Linked DNA regions of Mus musculus: region 2 is linked to region 1. The links are chromatin contacts, called in public Hi-C maps. All regions are on one chromosome and are shown on one strand. The core of a region is the stretch at or near the end of the contact, and the rest is flanking DNA. Distances in the headings are between cores, read along the strand shown. Region 1 overlaps Npas2 (neuronal PAS domain protein 2). Region 2 overlaps Npas2 (neuronal PAS domain protein 2).

Region 1 (2,780 bases), core at 97-2,596:
CCTGAACTCTCTCTTGGGAGCCTCAGGCTGACTCTCATTCGCCCCGTTTGCTGAGGGTGACATTCCAGCCTTCTCTGGGGGAGATATGAATACTAGCCTTGGTGCAGATGTGTCCTAGAACCTTCTGGAACCTACTGACTCCAAACACCTGTTCCTGGAAGTAGGTCAGCTCACCTAGTGTGATGGTTTGTATATGCTTGGCCCAGGGAGTAGCACTATTTGAAGGTGTGACCTTGTTGGAATAGGTGTGGCCTTGTTAGAGTAGGTATGTAGTTGTGGACCTGCGCTTTGAAACCCTAGGCCTAGCTGCCTGGGAACCAGTCTTCTCCTAGCAGCCTTCAGATGAAGATGTAGAACTCTCAGATCCTCCTGCACTCTGCCTGCCTGGATGCTTCCATGCTCTGGCCTTGATGATAATGAACTGAACCTCTAAACCTATGAGCCAACCCCAATTAAATGTTGTCCTTATAAAAGTTGCCTTGATCATGGTGTCTGTTCACAGTAGTAAAACCTTGACTAAGACACTTGGCCTCTGTCATTTTCCTTCACTTTCTGGTACTTTGTCCAACTTCTAGACAGAAAAGCCTGGAGGTGGCCTTTCTGTATATTTACTTGACGTACTAGGAATCCAACCCAGGGCCTTGTTAGTAGGCAACTGTCCTACACTGAGCTACAGCCTCAGCCAGACCTTTCGGTCCATATGCTGCAGCCTAGTGCAGCTACGGAAACAGGAGAGGGTCCTGACCGCTCCCTCATGAGGTGTCTGTCCCCTCCAGTCCTGGCAACCCTTAACAAAATCAGTCCCCACTCCTGGGTGGCAGCAGTTATTCCAGTGGCCTCCGGATTGGTTGTCAGAGGACAGCAGAGGAAGCTGGAGACCTGGGAGGCAGCATCTGCTTCCCAGCAGTCGATGTAAAGTGTCACAGTTACCTCTGTGCCTGTCAAGTGGTCGGTTTGTCTTTAGTGACAATCAGAGCCTTGGTGGAGCCTGCGATCTGAGCTGGTTTTCTGTGCTTTAGTTTTGCCTTTTGTTTCTAAGACTTGGGTTTTTGTTTGTTTGTTTGTTTGTTTTAGTTATGTGTATATGTTTGTCTAAGCTAAAGGGATGAGTTGTGTGTGTGTGTGTGTGTGTGTGTGTGTGTGTGTGTGTGTGTGTGTGTCCTGTGGAAGTAAGTGCAGGTGCCCACAAGAAGGAGTCAGATCTCTCTAAGAACTCTTTCCAGGTGCTCTCCCATGGTCCCCTGTCTGCCACCTAGAGGCCACCCCGAGCTGCTCAGGCTGGACCTGGAGCAGGCCTTGCTTCCTCATGGTTCATGCCCATGGATGAGCAAGGCTGTTATGCTGACCCACTTTTGCTGTGTGCCCACAGCAGGCTAAGCCTGTCTGGCCTTGCTCCGAGGCACCAGGCGGAGTAAGTTGCCTTCTGACCAGTGTAGACGGCTGTCTCTGGGGTGTCTGAATCTGTCTGTTATGTCTAAAGGACAACCTCCAGGCACCTCGGGGAAGCCGGAACATGGATCTAGTCGTAGGGTCTCCCTTGCCCCGCATTCAGCCTGTGTCCCAGCAGCCCTGTGTTAGGACCCATTCTTGCTGGTAACCAAAAGCTGGGCTTTTCTCCCAAGGTTTTAAAGACAGATTCCAACACGTAAGCTACAACCTGCGGACACCTTCCCTGAGCACTATGAGCCTCAGCTGCTTGTTGAGCCTCCTAGAGGGCAGGAAATGTCCTGTCCTTGAGGGGTTGCCACCAAGTAAAAGGGTCTTGGGTGTCTAATGCCAAGGAAAGGGAGATTTAGAGATACCAGAGACAGAGGCCCAGCAGAGGATGATGGGAGTGCCACTCGAAGATTGACAGCTTGTCAATCGGGGCTTTGGGTGCTACAACATGATCTGTGTCTCCTGAACTATGGGGCTGTGTTGATTGATGTATATCTCATCCCTCCTTCACTCCACACATGCATGCTTGCTTCTTCTATTTCTAGCGGTTATTTCTATTTCTTCTTCTATGTCAGATCGTGGACCGTGGGCCTAGAACATCATCTCTTGGTTGCTCTGGTTGGATTAGATTCAGGATCTGATGGCTATGCTTAAATAAGCTGATACGTATGAAAACCATAAGCTAAACCAGAGCTTTAGCCATGGCTGGTCTCACCAGCACCTATGTTCATATATAGCCATGAGCCTTGAGAAAGGTATCCTGGGCCTAAGACTTCTGGTTCTGAAACATGCCAGGGCTAAGAGGATTTTGCAAGCAAAAGTGCATTTATCTCATGAATGAGGACCTGAACCTCAGCATTTGAGGGACAGGGTGGGGGTGGGGGGAGGCAGAGCTAGGTAGAGCCCCAGAGCTTGCTGGCCAGCCAGCCTAGCCAATCAGTCAGCTCCAGGTTCAGTGAGAGATCCTGCCTCACGCACGGTAAGCTAGAAGGAAAAGGAGGTGGCTCAGCAATAAAAACACTTGCCCACCCGAGCCTAGCAGCCTGGGTTCAATCCCTAAGATCCATAGTGGAAGGAGAGCGCTAACTCCCAAAGTGGCCCTCCAACGTCCAAATGCTGCGGTATACACATGCCGACTTTGACCTCTGGCCTCTGCTGTGTATGCAAGGTCAAGAACACTTGCACATATACACATGGAGGAGGTGGAGGGAGGAAAAAGAAAGCCTCTGTCCTGCTTGCAAACCCTCACAGGGGATGCTGGGCCTCTCCTTTGACCAGCCATGCCCTAGGTCCAGGCCAGGCTTACTTCACACTCGACCATAGGGAAGCATAGCAAAAATGGT
Region 2 (2,780 bases), core at 83-2,582, 87 kb after region 1:
TGTTTGCTCTGGGGCAAAGGTGAAAGGTGCACAGGAGCCAAGCTGAGCTGAGGCACTACAGTCGAGAGAAAGTGGCCTCCTTAGCCTACAGCTTCTGCATGGAAACCACGCCCTCAGTGTGTACATCTCCCCAGTGGATTCTAAGTCCTCATTGTACAGCTGCCTATAGATGCTACACCCTCGGCATACAGCTCCCTGTGCATGCCAAGCTGTTGGATGCACAGCTCCCAGTGGAAGCTAAACCCCCTGGTGCACAGCTCCCCTGTGAATGCTAACCCCCACCCCATCCCACCCCCATGACTACCTGCCCTGTGGATGCTTAACCCCCTGGTGCATAGCTCCCCTACAGATGCTAAACACACACACACACATGAATACCTGCCCTGTGGGTGCTAACCCCCCTGGTGCACAGCTCCCCTGTAGATGCCAAGCCTTATCTGTGTTTATTCCTCTGCACTTATCTTCAAAGTGGAATTTTCCAAAAAGAACACGGAGATCCACAGACAATCAAACCAGAGAACGTCTCCTCCCCGAAGCCTGGCTTCTTGTTTTTCACAAGACTTAAATACATCCTAAAAACTCCTACCAAAATGTGATCCTTGAAAAAAGAAAAAAAAACTGATTCAACTGTAAAAATTTAAGCAAGTGGAAATTATTCTAGCCTCCCCAGCCTTTCCCCAGCCCCCCACACCCCCTAATCCCCCTTCCCCATCCTTACTTCTGCACACACACCACCAGAGAGGAAAGACAAGAGATAAGGATGACACATTGGCAGTTTGCCGAAGCCGGGCAATGATGCCGTATTGTACCGACTTTTTTGTAGTGTCTCCATATTAGTGATTTCTGTGTGTCCTGTAATGACACCAATGAGGTGTAAAGTCTGCAGGTGTGAATAGTGGAAAAGTATATTTAAGTGGGATCTATTTGTTCTAGCATACGTTTCTTACTTGTTTTGAGGGACTGTCTTGTTTTCTGTTTGCGTGTTTTCTATAACCTTTTGAGGTCGGCTTTTGAGAAATCCAAGAAATTCTTCGCTGTTGGTAAAACGGAGGCACAGACATGTATGCCCAGATGCAAACCAGGATTCCCTACCCAGCCAGGGTCGTTTACTGCAGTTCAGTGGGCTTACTTCATTGGTTCAGAACTGAAGTGTGCGCTAGTGCAGTCTTTTAAAATTAGGTTAGGAGGAAGTTCTCTGGGATATTTGATGTTTGCTCCCAGGTGAAGGTGTGCTGAGGTCCTCCCGGTCACGAGAGAGTGGCCTCGTGCTTTTTTGAGCACGTGTGCCCTCTGCTGGTTATTCAAATGAATGCCTATAAGGACACCTGCAGCCGTAGTAAGTAACATGTTCCTTGATTGGCTCTTTGAGACAGCCATCATTCTAGCCTAGCAGCCAGCCAGCCAGCTGTCCAGATATGTATGTCTCACTCGTTGGAGCACTGGGAGAGGAGGAGGATAAAGACAACAGGTTTTTTATTCCTTAGAGGCCACACACAGTTGGGACAGCATAACATATCAAACCATTAGCTCCATGACAAGAGCAGAGACAGTTTGAGCAAGAAGTTTCATTCTTTTGTTTGTTTGTCTGAGTGTTTTTCCATTCACTCCTTTAGCAGATCTCTGTACCCACAGTCAAAAGGGGAAGATCTCTTTCTCTCACTTTAAGAATAATGCCACAATGTAGCGCTCCTTCCACATTTGTTTCACCTTACCTACTTAACATGTGCTGACTTCATGACTCTTTCCTGGACAGTTTTATGTTGATTTGACACAAGCAAAAGCCATCTGAAAAAAGGGAACCTCAGTTGAGAAGATGCCTCCATAAGATCAGGCTGTAGGCAAGCCCTTCTTAATTAGTGATTGATGGAGGAGGGCTCAGCCCCTTGTAGTTGAGGCTACTCCAAGGCTGGAAGCCCTGGGTTCTCAAGGAACACAGGCTGGGCACACCATGAGGAGCAAGCCAGTAAGCAGCACCACTCCGTGGCCACTATAGCTCCTGCCTCCTATTCTGTCTGAGTTCCTGTCCTGACTTCCTTCGTTGATGAACAGTGACGTGGAAGCATAAGCCAGATAAACTCTTAATCCCAGCTTGCAGTTGGCCGTGGTGTTTCATCACAGCAATGCTATGGGGTAGCAGGATGTGGGTACTGCTGTGACGGAGCTGAGCGTGCGGTTTTGGAAGGATCGTGGAAGGACTTTGGGATTTGGGATTAGAAAAGTCATTGAGTCTTCAAAGCTTGATGGGCTATTCTGCGGGAGCTTCCGAGGTGAGAATGTTGAGAGACGTGCAGGGGGAGAGGCCTGACTTGTGAGGTTTCTGGGAGAAGCAAGGACTCTACAGGGCCTTTTGAGTGGAGAGTCTGTGGTGTCCCGTCAGCTGGAGCTGAAAACTTGGCTGTGATTAACAAGAGGCCAGAAACAGTAAAGTGAAAACTTTGTTGCTGGAATGCTGGATGCTGGTCAGCTGGGACTGAGAAATTGGCAGTGATTAGGAAGAGAGCAGCAGCAGTGAGGTGAAATCCTCTGGGAAGTGTTTCCTGAGTCTCTCTCTCTCTCTCTCTCTCTCTCTCTCTCTCTCTCTCTCTCTCTCTCTCTCTCTCTCTCTCACATACACACACATACACACACATATACACACATACACATACACACACACATGCACACACAAGCTTGTTCCAGAGGTGGCCAAGGTTGTACCTTACACAGTCAGCTAAACTTGGTAGTTTAAGAGTCACCCAGCTGATACTGGTTTTAAAGGCATGAGGGGTCATCGTGAGCAG

Evidence for each region. A called contact is a pair of places that touch in the nucleus more often than the background predicts.
Region 2: a contact with region 1 is called in a Hi-C map of muscle stem cells, with 2.5 times the contacts expected there. The contact joins two enhancer-like sites. A contact is called at or near these places in 2 of 15 datasets of contacts at CTCF or cohesin (CD8 T cells and the NIH/3T3 cell line), 32 of 484 Hi-C or Micro-C datasets (the C2C12 cell line, CD4 T cells, CD8 T cells and 23 more), 4 of 115 datasets of contacts at active chromatin or transcription factors (bone marrow-derived dendritic cells, bone marrow-derived macrophages and embryonic stem cells) and 4 of 9 other capture datasets (adipose tissue, bone marrow-derived macrophages, embryonic stem cells and 1 more).

What each region holds. Positions count from the first base shown.
Region 1 is chr1:39,252,680-39,255,459 of GRCm38.p6, forward strand. The region is part of intron 1 of Npas2 (neuronal PAS domain protein 2); the gene reads left to right. Among named protein-coding and RNA genes, the nearest start is that of Npas2, 60 kb to the left of the region's middle. Within about 2 kb of position 1,347, at least 8 of the 459 cell types and tissues checked have an H3K27ac peak or open chromatin away from gene starts, as enhancers often do. A contact at or near this core is called in muscle stem cells, where this site is marked.
Region 2 is chr1:39,339,564-39,342,343 of GRCm38.p6, forward strand. The region is part of intron 16 of Npas2 (neuronal PAS domain protein 2); the gene reads left to right. Among named protein-coding and RNA genes, the nearest start is that of Rpl31, 27 kb to the right of the region's middle. Within about 2 kb of position 1,333, at least 18 of the 459 cell types and tissues checked have an H3K27ac peak or open chromatin away from gene starts, as enhancers often do. A contact at or near this core is called in muscle stem cells, where this site is marked.